4 separate regions of the Mus musculus genome follow, and all the other regions are linked to region 2. A link is a contact called in public Hi-C and HiChIP or PLAC-seq data. All regions are on one chromosome and are shown on one strand. The core of a region is the stretch at or near the end of the contact, and the rest is flanking DNA. Distances in the headings are between cores, read along the strand shown. Region 1 has its middle 15 kb from the start of Gm10451. Region 2 holds the start of Sptb (spectrin beta, erythrocytic). Region 3 has its middle 31 kb from the start of Gm10451. Region 4 holds the start of Max (Max protein).

The links. Hi-C and Micro-C count contacts between places; a contact is called where the count stands out from the background. HiChIP or PLAC-seq counts read pairs in DNA pulled down with a chosen protein or histone mark.
Region 1: a FOXA1 HiChIP or PLAC-seq map of pancreatic cancer cells shows a contact between it and region 2. The contact joins the enhancer-like site here to the promoter of Sptb in region 2. A contact is called at or near these places in 1 of 39 promoter capture datasets (hippocampal neurons), 5 of 115 datasets of contacts at active chromatin or transcription factors (bone marrow-derived macrophages, embryonic stem cells, pancreatic cancer cells and 1 more) and 3 of 9 other capture datasets (adipose tissue, liver and macrophages).
Region 3: a contact with region 2 is called in a Hi-C map of embryonic stem cells, with 1.7 times the contacts expected there. The contact joins the enhancer-like site here to the promoter of Sptb in region 2. A contact is called at or near these places in 7 of 39 promoter capture datasets (cranial neural crest, embryonic stem cells, hippocampal neurons and 2 more), 18 of 484 Hi-C or Micro-C datasets (the 3T3-L1 cell line, the AML12 cell line, the HPC-7 cell line and 12 more), 4 of 115 datasets of contacts at active chromatin or transcription factors (embryonic stem cells, pancreatic cancer cells and stem cell-derived neural progenitor cells) and 4 of 9 other capture datasets (adipose tissue, embryonic stem cells, liver and 1 more).
Region 4: an H3K4me3 HiChIP or PLAC-seq map of embryonic stem cells shows a contact between it and region 2, with 16 read pairs. The contact joins the promoter of Max here to the promoter of Sptb in region 2. A contact is called at or near these places in 1 of 39 promoter capture datasets (fetal liver), 1 of 115 datasets of contacts at active chromatin or transcription factors (embryonic stem cells) and 1 of 9 other capture datasets (adipose tissue).

Annotation. Positions count from the first base shown.
Region 1 is chr12:76,457,829-76,460,528 of GRCm38.p6, reverse strand. No RefSeq gene overlaps it. Among named protein-coding and RNA genes, the nearest start is that of Gm10451, 15 kb to the right of the region's middle. Within about 2 kb of position 1,313, at least 122 of the 459 cell types and tissues checked have an H3K27ac peak or open chromatin away from gene starts, as enhancers often do. A contact at or near this core is called in embryonic stem cells and pancreatic cancer cells, where this site is marked.
Region 2 is chr12:76,709,245-76,711,950 of GRCm38.p6, reverse strand. It overlaps Sptb (spectrin beta, erythrocytic), which reads left to right and starts at 1,404. Exons shown (of 36, transcript NM_013675.3): 1 at 1,404-2,016.
Region 3 is chr12:76,474,069-76,476,768 of GRCm38.p6, reverse strand. No RefSeq gene overlaps it. Among named protein-coding and RNA genes, the nearest start is that of Gm10451, 31 kb to the right of the region's middle. Within about 2 kb of position 1,273, at least 29 of the 459 cell types and tissues checked have an H3K27ac peak or open chromatin away from gene starts, as enhancers often do. A contact at or near this core is called in adipose tissue, embryonic stem cells and trophoblast stem cells, where this site is marked.
Region 4 is chr12:76,960,955-76,963,654 of GRCm38.p6, reverse strand. Max (Max protein) reads left to right here and starts at 1,407. Exons shown (of 4, transcript NM_001146176.1): 1 at 1,407-1,665. The coding sequence starts at 1,630.

The DNA of each region.
Region 1 (2,700 bases), core at 64-2,563, 250 kb after region 2:
TGAAGACCAAGCTGCTCACATGCAGTGTATACACAGGAGACTTGGTCCAGCCCGCGCTTGCTCTTTGGTTGGTGATTCAGGCTCTGGGAACCCACACACATCCAGGTTAGTTGACTTGGTTGGCCTTTCTGTGGAGTCCCTGTCCTCTTCGGGTCCCCAAGCTCCATCTAATATTTGACTGTGATCTTGCGCGCGCTCGACTGGCCAGGAAGAACGACGCTGCAACAGGATCCTTCTGCACACGTTTATTGGGAGAGCTTGATTGTAGAGGCGAAAAGACTTCGAGCCCAGAACTAGTGCTACTTTTATAGGCCTAGGAGGGGCGTGTCTCACACCCGGATTGGTTATGCATTAAGCCTCATTTGCATGTTCCTCATCTGATTGGCTACTCTCTCTCAGTACCTTACAGAACCTCATTATCATACCGCATTTGCATGTCTCACATCTGATTGGTTATACTCTCAGTACCTTACAGAACCTCATTATCATACCTCATTTGCATGTCTCACATCTGATTGGTTATACTCTCAGTACCTTACAGAACCTCATTATCATGCCTGGGCCAGGCAGTGTCTTTGCAAAAAACTTTACTGCATATGTACACATTGGTTGTTTGTCCAATCTTATGCGTGGTGGCCAGCAGTAGTCAGTGCCACTCAGCAACGGCACATGTGGCTTCCCACACTGTGAGTCTCTGCATCTCTTTCTATTGGCTGCTGGGTGAATCCTCTCAAAGGACAGTTAGGCTAGGTTCCTGTCTGCAAGCATAACAGAGTATCATTAATAGTGTCAGTTCTTGCCCATGGGATGGGTCTCAATTTGGGGCAGTCATGGGTTGGCCATATCCTCCATCTCTGTGATTTGTCCCTGTACATCTTGTAGGCTGGATACATTTTGAATAGAAGATTTGGTGGGTGAATTACTGTCCTCATCCCTCCACTGGGAGTCCTGCCTGGCTAGAGGAAGTGATCACTTCTGGATCCATATACCCCACTGCTAGGAGTGTCAGCTAGAGTCACCCCCATATATTCCCTGGGGCTTCCACCCACCCCAGGTCTCTGTGGTGTCCTAGAGATTGCCCACCCCCCACTTTCCCTTCTCTTTCCCCTGCTCTCCCTACATCTGATAATCTCCACCCCTGTGCCGCTCCCTCCCCATCCCTTCTCCCACCCTCTTTTGTGTTATCTCAGGTATTTGTTACAGCTCTGGGAACCAGGACTGTGACTCACAGCCTTGACTCACTCCGTCCAGCTGCTACCCCCTCAGACAAACAGAGACCTCTTTGTCTGACCTCACACCAGCTCTGCTAATCAGCCCTTGTTTCTGTGCTCCTTCCTACCACGAACCTTCCATGCTGACTGGCCTTGGGCACTCAGTGGTTTGTCTCAGCCCTCCGCCCACCCCACCCTAACCTCTGCACTCAGCTAGTCTTCCTTCAGTGCCTGTTTGCACATGCCTGGGGTCACTTGTGGGAAGTGATGAGATTTCAGGGCCTCTTGACCTGTGGAATCTAGAACTGCTTTTGAAGAGCTAAGGCCTAATGGGATTGCTTTCTTTAGTTAAATGAGCTGAAGGGGAACATCTGGAAGAACTCTGGAGGAGTGTCAGAAGTGCTCAGCCTGCCCCTACCTTTCTGAGACATCAAGAAGGAGGGAATCTCGGGCGTGGTGGCGTACACCTTTAATCTCAGCATTTGGGAGGCAGAGGCAGGCGGATTTCTGAGTTCGAGGCCAGCCTGGTCTACAGAGTGAGTTCCAGGACAGCCAGGACTACACAGAGAAACCCTGTCTCAAAAAACCAGGAAAAAAAAAAAAAAAAAAAAAAAAGAGGGAATCATCTCAATTGAGAAACTGCCCCATCAGCGTGGCTAACCTGAGAAACAATGAGACAGTGATGGGCAGTTAAAAGGTGGATGGCTCAACAGCTCCCTTCATTCTTTTCCCCTCGGCCCCTCAGTCTGCATCAGTGATGACCCTGTGTCACTGAGTATGTGGCAAATTTAATTTACCACAGTCTCCCTCCTGGGATGAGTGCTGTCCTGTTCTGCACAGGCCAAATGGGTCTGGGCTGACTATATTACAAGTGGAGTCCAGGGGTCTCCCTGGGAGCAGAGAGCAACCTCTATCCTGTGAACTCTCATGGCCTCTGGGCACCTTCATCAGCGGGCAATAGGCCTTTGCTTGCTTGCCAGCTGATGGACATTGAAGGGATCATCAGATTCATTTTCCTGATAAGGCAGGGTGGAGCTTGCACATGGGGGAGGGGTCCATGCTCGCTTTGGTCTTTGCAGATGTGCTCTTTCAGTAAGGCTGAGGCTGACTCGGAGGAATATAGAAATTACAGGGAAGGCCGTACTTTTCTAGGCCTAGGCTCCAAAGCAAGAACAGAACACCCAGCCTCACATCCATCCCCAGCTCAAGCAACGAAACAGATGAGGCAGGCGAGAGCTGTAATTAGAGGCTGAGGTGAGCAGACAGAGGCCTCCACAGAACCAGGGAAACCTCATCAGAGGAAGTTAGTCTCAAGAATAAAGGCTTCTGGGTTTGTTTTGGAACAAGAAGAGACTTGGGATTATGTCCTGGCCTCTACAACAAGAGACCTGACATTGGATTGGACCATCCAAATATTAAAGCTATAATTGCATGTTGTGGGCAGGGCAGGTTTGGTTTCCCATGGCCACATCCTGTGCTGGGTGGCAGT
Region 2 (2,706 bases), core at 155-2,654:
GTAGCTGCAAAGCTGCAATTCTGGGATTCATGAATTTATTTAATAAGTTTATTCACACACGGTTTAAAACACATAAATACATAATTCCAACCCTCCCTTTTTCTTTCAAAAATAGATCAAGGATTTCTACTTGTGATATCTAAGTCTCAGCTTTTGAAGTTGGCCTGTTTTTTGTTTTTGCCAGGAATTAGTTCCTAAAAAGATGATTTTGAACTCAACAACAAGCAAAGCAAATGGTTTGGGGTGGTGCTGGAGGATATTGGGGAGTCCCAGGGCCTTTGGAGTGCTAAATGTGTGCTTTGCTTAAGATCTACAGCTCTTGCTCACTACAGAGAATTGCTAGATGGTCTGAGTGGGGGAAGGAGGTGGGAGGTCGCTGTTAACCTCTAGGATAGCCCAGGCCGGTGTGTCATTTTCCTTGTAATACTGATGCCATTTGGGAAATTAGTATGTAATAAGAACTCAGGCAAAAGGGGAGGGAAGAGTTCTATGGCTTTTTAATACCTGTGGATTTTGTCCCAATTAGCATTTTTACTGTCCAAATACCTACTCTCAAAAGAAGTGTGACGGCAGCAGGCAGTGAAATATCTTTTGCGTACCTTTAATACCCAATACTAAGCTTGAACATCTGGCAACTCAACACACTTTGCTCATGAATCCTAGAAAACAGCGTAATTATACACTCAAGCAAACAAGTCAAGAGAAAGGCTGTTTCCTGTTAAGAATTCCGGGGAGCATCAAAGTTAAAGCTCCCTTCTGCATCTATGCTCTTTTTAATCGCCACTGGTGTCTCCATTACACTTGCGATTACCCGGGTTGATAGTCTGTGAGAGACCATCCCAGGCACAGCGTATGGAGGGCCGCCCCTCCCCCCCCCCCATAAAAATAAAACAAGGAAAGGTACAGCAAGGCACGCAACCAACATTACAGAGCGATGACCTTGTATTGTTAAAAAGTCAAGGAAATAGCCTGCCTTGCAAGCCGCCCGTGTTCGTCCGTGTGTCACCCTCCCTAGTCGCAGATGTACTTGACACCCTTGGTTCTAGCATCTCCTCTGGCCTGCTGTACACCACCCTACCAAAGCTTGCAGTGAGAAAGCAGGGTCTTGCCCGGAGACCCGGGCTCACAGGATGGTGCAGGTGGGCTGGTATGCTGGCTTGCCTGTTGATTATGGACCCTGCAATATGCAACTGTAGGCTGAGCGCCACCAACCAGCACAGCCGGGTTCTCCGGGACAGTACCTTGCTTACAAGCAGGAGCCGCGGCCTCCAGCCCGCAGGCTGGGGGCGGGGGCCTCGGCCCAGTGCCCACCCCCTGTGCTCCCAGCGTCTGCTCCTACTACCAGCCGGTTGTAGCCGGCCGGGAGCGCGCTTTCTAACGTAACCCGCCCGCGGGAACAATCTGTCCCTTCCAGCCTATCTCCGGAGGGGCATTACAGCCGGGGCGCCCTCCTCACCCACCCTATGGCCTAAACGGGTCTTTAGATGTTTTTTCAAAACCAGATCGTAGTCTGCAGGGACGCTAGGCGGGAAAGGCTGGGAGGACTCCTTTTCGCCGCCAGCTTGCGGCTCCGGGCACACAAATTAGGCCGGAGCAGCAGAGTCGAGTCCTCTTCCCGTGGCAAGGGGCTCTGTGTGTGCGGGATCAGGGGAGGTGAGAGAGGACCCTGGCGTCCCAGGTCCCAGCGGCGGCGGCGCTAGCGGCTAGGCAGGTGCCCCCGGGCGCGCAGTCTGATTGGCAGGTGCAGGAGTGGGTGGGGAAGGCGGGCCTGGCGCTGCGGGAGGCTGCAGCCCCGCCTCCCCGCCCCCGCCGCGGGACTATCTGGTCCCGGCAGCAGCGATGTCCCCCGGCAGGAATGTCCCTCCTCAGATAATGTTATTTATATCTCTGGGCGGGTCCGCGGCTCCGCTGCACCAGGCGCCCGGCGGCCACTGTGCCAGGAGCCCCGTGCTGCCCTCCTCCCCCTGCGCCGCCGCCCCCGGGCTCGGGGTAGCCGCCGCTTCAGCCCCAGCGCAGGTGAGTCCCCGAGGGCCGCGCGACGGGAGGGAGCTGGGTGCCCCGGAGCCAGCGCCGGGGAGTGCGGGGCCCAGGGGGCGGGTGACGCGACAGCCCGGTGGGGGCCTGGCCCCGGGTGCCTAGCACGGGGCGGGAGGGGTGAGGAGCCCAGGAGGCCCTGGCGGCTGCGGCAGTCGTCACCCCGGGACGCGGGAACCCGCGTGGGTTTCGCAGGCGCTGGGCGAGCAGGGCGCTAGCTTTGGGAAGCCAGCTAGTAGAGTGTCGCCGTGGGGCACGGGGAGTGGGTTTGGGGGGTTTGTGCTCTTGGCCGCCTCCCCCAGGACCCTCGCCTGGGAGCAAAGTTGGGGGGGGGGGCTGCCTGTCGTCGGTCTAAGGACTGTCCGCGTCTGTGCCTCCTGCTGCCTGGTTTCTCAAACCCCCGGGCGTGTCGGATCCTCTTCTGGAACTTGGCTAGCGCGCTCCAGGGCTGCCCAGTGCCAAGGCTGGGAGGACAGTTCAGGGCAGCAGAGGGGGCCGGGCCTCAGGATGTCAGGCAGGACGTGCAGAGTGGCCCAGTGTAGACTGAGAAGGGAGAGATCAAGTGTCCCAGGACTATACTTCAAGGACCCCCACCTTTTCCCTTTGAGTTCCTTATCTCCAAGCTACTGCCCACTCTACGGTTACCCTTCGTGCCAGTTCCAGCAACTTGGC
Region 3 (2,700 bases), core at 24-2,523, 240 kb after region 2:
GGTGGATTTCTGAGTTCGAGGCCAGCCTGGTCTACAAAGTGAGTTCCAGGACAGCCAGGGCTATGCAGAGAAACCCTGTCTCAAAACAAAACAAAACGAAGTCTTAGTCATTTACCTTTTACGATTTGGTCTGTGGTTGATCTGGACATGGTTTTTGCATTTGGAGTGATATAGGGAACATGCGAATACTTAGGAGATCAGTGTCATGTGTTGAAAGGACCATGTTTTTTCCCAGTGAATGACATAGGACCTCAGGCTTAAGGCAGGAGACTGCTTATGTGTGGGTCTATCTAGGGACATCTTATTTATCTGTGTTTTTGCTGACATCACATGTTTTCAATTGTGGTAGTTTAAAAACTGGTAATTTAGTTGGGTGTGGTGGCACATACATAATGTGAGCATTTCTCCTAGGCTCCGCCCAACAGTTACCTAGCAACAGCCAGGTAAGAGTCTGGCTTGCTATAAAAAGACTTTGGCCTCAATCTCTCTCTCTCTCTCTCTCTCTCTCTCTCTCTCTCTCTCTCTCTCTCTCTCTCCTCCCTCTCTCTCCCCATGTGTTTCTGGCCCTGACTTTTCCCTTCCTTCTCTCCCTTTCTGTCCCCTCCTCTTTCTCTGCCTCTACTCCCTTTTCAGCCCCGCTGAGAGAGAGAGAGAGGGGGAGAGAGAGAGAGAGAGAGAGAGGCTGGGGTGGGGTGAGGGTGGGAGACAAACAGTCCTTTTAAAGCACCTTTTAAAGCAAGCCAGGCTCCCACCTGGCTGTTGCTAGGTAACTGTTGGGCGGAGCCTAGAAGAAATGCTAACACATATAATCCTAGCATTCCTGAGAGAGTCTGGGGCAAGAGGATTAAGAGTTAGGGGCCAGCCTGGGCTATATAATAAGATACCTGTCGATCATGCTCCAGGGATGGTACCACACCCAGGAGTATATGGACAGACAGCACAAATTAGACTCAGTGGGTTGTTTTTAAAAAAGGACCTGGAGATAGGAGAGTGGGGAGACAGGAAATGGATCTGGGAGAGTTAAGGTAGATATGATCAAAATGCATTGTGTGAAATTCTCAAAGAATTAATAAACATATCCTTTAAAAGAGGGCCTGTGCCTTTCCCTGCCGTCTCACAATACTGCAAAGAGCAGTAAAGTTCACCAGGTCCAGAATCAGTGCCCATTCCTCCAGCCTACTTTAATCTGAAAATACTGCATTGAAAGTCAAACTGAAGAACTGTGGTGCCGTCTGTATAGTCGACTATTACTCTGCGGCAATATAAATGAGTTGTAAAGACATGGAGGAAGTAGGTGTGGTGGCTCATGCTGAGGCAGGAGCATGACTGAAGGGCAGCCTAGACTCAATAACAAAACTCAGTCTACACATAATAAGATAGGTCGTTAAGGATGAGAGAGAAATGAGTCCAAGCACAAAGGGTTTCAGGCAAGGAAAGTTCCCGCTTGTTTGCTTTCATTGTTTTTTCCCCCTTTGTTTGTTTTTCCCCTTTCTTTGTTTTCTGTGTTGTTATGTTGCTTGTTTTGACAGAGTCTCCAGTAACTCAGGCTGGCCTCAAACTTGATATGTAGTCAAGGCTGGCCTTGAACTCCTGACCTCCTTCCTGCCTCTACTCCCAAGTGCTGAGATTCTAGGTGTACACTACCACACCAGTCTTCAAACTATTCTGTCATGGTGTTGTTATGTTGGACACGTGTGCTGTAAATTTGTCAAATCCTATATAACATCAATGTAGCCAGCAGATGGCTCAGTGAGTTAAGGCACTTGCCACCAAACCTGATAACCTGAGTCCCTGGAACCCACGTGGGGGAAGGAGAGGACAGACTCCTGGAAGCTGTCCTCTGATCCTTCTGATCTCCACACTGGAGCTGTGAAACCCCCAAAGCCAATGTCACATAGACCTAGACAATGTCACAATCCATCAGACCCTGCCACCACCACCACCAGCCCCACCCCCCTGCCCTCATGTTTGGAACGATACAGTTCACATCTTTTGCTCTTGTAGTGTTTCTGTCTAGGTTTTATTTAATTTCTGCTGCCAAACACCAGTTATCTACTTCTTGTAGTGTTTCTGTCTAGTAGGTTTTATTTAATTTCTGCTGCCAAACACCAGTTATCTACTTCCTAGATTGAACTAATTTTCTTTTTTTGTTTTGTTTTGTCTTTTTGTTTGTTTGGTTTCTCTGTGTATCCTTGGCTGTCCTGGAACTCACTCTGTAGAGCAGGCTGGTCTCGAACTCAGAAATCCTCCTGCCTCTGCCTCTGCCTCTGCCTCTCAAGTGCTGGAATTAAAGGCGTGCACCACCGCGCCCGTCTCTTACAAAGCAGTGGCCAATAGGACCATGGTTCAGTCACTGAACTTAGATGGCCCGCCTGGAGTACAGCTGAGCTCTGATTAGCTGAGTTTGAGGGCGAGTCTCAGCCTGTCTGTAACGCCCAATCATGAACATGCAAAATACTGCCAGCTGCTTGGGTATGGCCAGACTGCTCCTGCTTTCTGTTTTACACAGACCCTGATTATATTTGGGTAGATGCCTGCAGTGTTTGTTTCAATGACTTCCAGAGTCAGAATACTCCAGAATGAAGTCTTTTTAATCCACCATATGAAGACACCTGTTTCCACCGTGAGCTCTGTGTGAATCGTGTTTCTGCAGACGAAGGAGAAGGCTGGCGTGTGAATGTTCTCACGCCATGGCCAGAC
Region 4 (2,700 bases), core at 158-2,657, 250 kb before region 2:
TTCCAGGACAGCCAGGGCTACACAGAGAAACCCTGTCTCGAAAAACCAACCAACCAACCAAACAAACAAACAAAAAACCCTCTTACCATCTTTGTCTCCCTTACAGCCCTTGACTTCTATTACGAGTCAGTGTCTGCTTATGACTGTGTTCTCATCACTAGGCTTGGCCACACGGACATTTAAGGCCAGCCTGGGCTAGGTGTCAGAAAGATTGTATTACACCACCAAGTTTCTGCACTCAATAGTCAGGGGTTAAATGATTTTTTACTCAAAAAACATTAACTCATAAATCAAACTCAAGACCGCACTCATTTTGAAGATCAATTGTAAAGTGGTAGTCTGGTTAATTTCTCAGATGACCTTATTATTACTGTTTGTTTGTTTGTTTGTTTGTTTGTTGTTTCATTGAGGACCTGGTGCACACTGAAAATGGTGACAGGGTAGTCCGGTTTTTGCTTTCAAAGCTGTGAAGTCTTTGAGGGGACACATCATGCCATTCCTGGGCTGCCACATATTAGATACTTAGCTAAATGCGGGTGGGGACAATGTAGTTACACTTCATACCTCGTTGCATTATGTATGACCTTAACTGGACAGGGAGCTGCACAACTTTCCCGTTTTGATTCTTTTTGCAGTTAATTAAAGTTCTCTATAAACTGGGGCACTCCCTAATCTGCTCCGGCTACAACAAACAGAAGGTAGGTTTTACTTGCACCTACGAGAGGTTTTGTAAACACTCAAGCCCAGCAAGGACAGTTCTCTCGGACAAATGAAAGCAAGATTCTTGAGATGAAGGACACCCGGCGAAATCGGTCCTTTAGTTTGTCCCGTAATGTCTCTTAACACCTTAAACCCAGATAACAGAGGGCCCGCGTGGGCATCTCGACCGCGCCCCCTGGTCAGCCACAGCGTGATTCCTTCCCGGGAGGGTTACGCCCCAGGGCGCAAGTGGAGCGACTCAAGCATTAAACGAGACAATGTAAAAGCAGTCTAGCCAAGAAGAGACAGTGTTATTTTGGCAGCCAGTTTCTCTCCCCCCGCCCCCAAACCCCCGAGCCTCCACCCAATCCCTTGGGCCGGGCGCCCAGAGCTCGGAATTGTGGCCGGCTCCAGGAGCCCAGCTCCCTCCACGTGTCCTGTCTTCCCAGCAGCCTCTCCGCCGCCTGGGGAGGAAAATCTCCTGACAACTCGCGGTCTGTGGACTACATCTCCCGGGAGGCACCGCGCCACTTCTCGCTGCCAACACCCGGGGCGCAGGCGCCCTGAGCTCTGTCAACAAGCGAGTCTGGCGAAGCCTGTGTGCGGTTCCTGATGGGATTTGTAGTTTCTCTGGCTCTCTCTCACTCGCCCATCCGACGCTCGAGGACTACAAGTCTCAGCTACCCCGGCGCGGTGAGCCCGGTCACGTGTTAGGGGGCCGATCGGGCGTGCGTGCCGCCGTTGATCCGGTGCTGCAGTGAGGTGGTTGTCGCCCGTGTTGTGTGTGCGTGAGTGTGTGTGAGTGAGTGAGCGAGTGAGTGAGTGTGTGCGTGGGGGCACTCGGCTTGTTGTTGTCGGTGACTTCCCCCTTCCCTCCACCCCTCCCCTCCCCGGCCGCCGCTGCAGTGGCCGCTCCCTGGGCCGTAGGAAATGAGCGATAACGATGACATCGAGGTGGAGAGCGACGTGAGTCCTGGGGCTTCTTCCTTTCCGTTCGGGTTGTCAGGCGGGGACAGCGGCAAGGGTTCTCAGCCGGGCGACGGCGGGAGGGGGTCGGGTCGCCGCCGCCTCCGTCCTTTTCTCCCCCTCCCCCCGGGGCCGGGACCGCCTGCGTCGCGCTCCAGGCTCGCTCCCCTCCAGTCCTGTCCGGAGAGGCCTCCTGGGACTGAAGGTGGGAGCAGACACGCGGCCTCTGGGACCCCCACATTCTCCCGTGGAGGAGGGTGTCGAGGCCTCCCTCTCCGCTCTGCCCGGCTGGGGATCCCATTATCCTTCCGGATCCTGGGCAAGGAGACCAGCGCTCAGCTCTTGCTCTTTGGGTCCATGAGCTCCCTCCTCCTGTGACCGGTTGATCCTTGGGGTGAAGGGGCTGGGAGTGCTCTGACGCCCTAGAGGGATCGAGGGAGAGCAGGCAGTGTTCCGGATCCCTCTTGTCCGGTTCGGATCCCAGAAGGAGGGGCAGTGCCTGAAACCCCCCCCCCCCCCCCCCCCAACTAGGCTACGGGATCTCGCTGGAGAGAGTGGAAGGGGAAAGAGGGAGGGAGGGGTGTCAGACTGACTCCCCACCCGCTGCTTCCTCCGCCGCCGGCATTTTCTTTCTTATTATTGAATTCGAAGTGTGAAAATAACTTCTGTATTTTCTATTTTTCTCTCTCTCTTATTCCAGGAAGAGCAACCGAGGTTTCAATCTGCGGTACGTCTCCTACTCTCCATTTCATTTTCATTTCCGTTCAGTTTTGGTTCTTTTTGGAGTCAGAAAAAGAGATCGTTCTATTACTTTTAATACTCTTGTAAACTCCTCTTAACCGCTAAGGTGAGGTTGAGTCTGTTGGGGTTGGAGGAGGGGGGCGTTGCAAATCCACATGATTCTTGATATTCAGGTGGTAGATTCTAGTGAGTAGGTAGGTAGGTAGGCAGGCAAGTGAGGAGGCCTGTGCTGTGAACTGAGTTGTTCTGTAGTGTTCAGTGCGGCGGAGATATGTGAGAAATGGAAGGGCATTC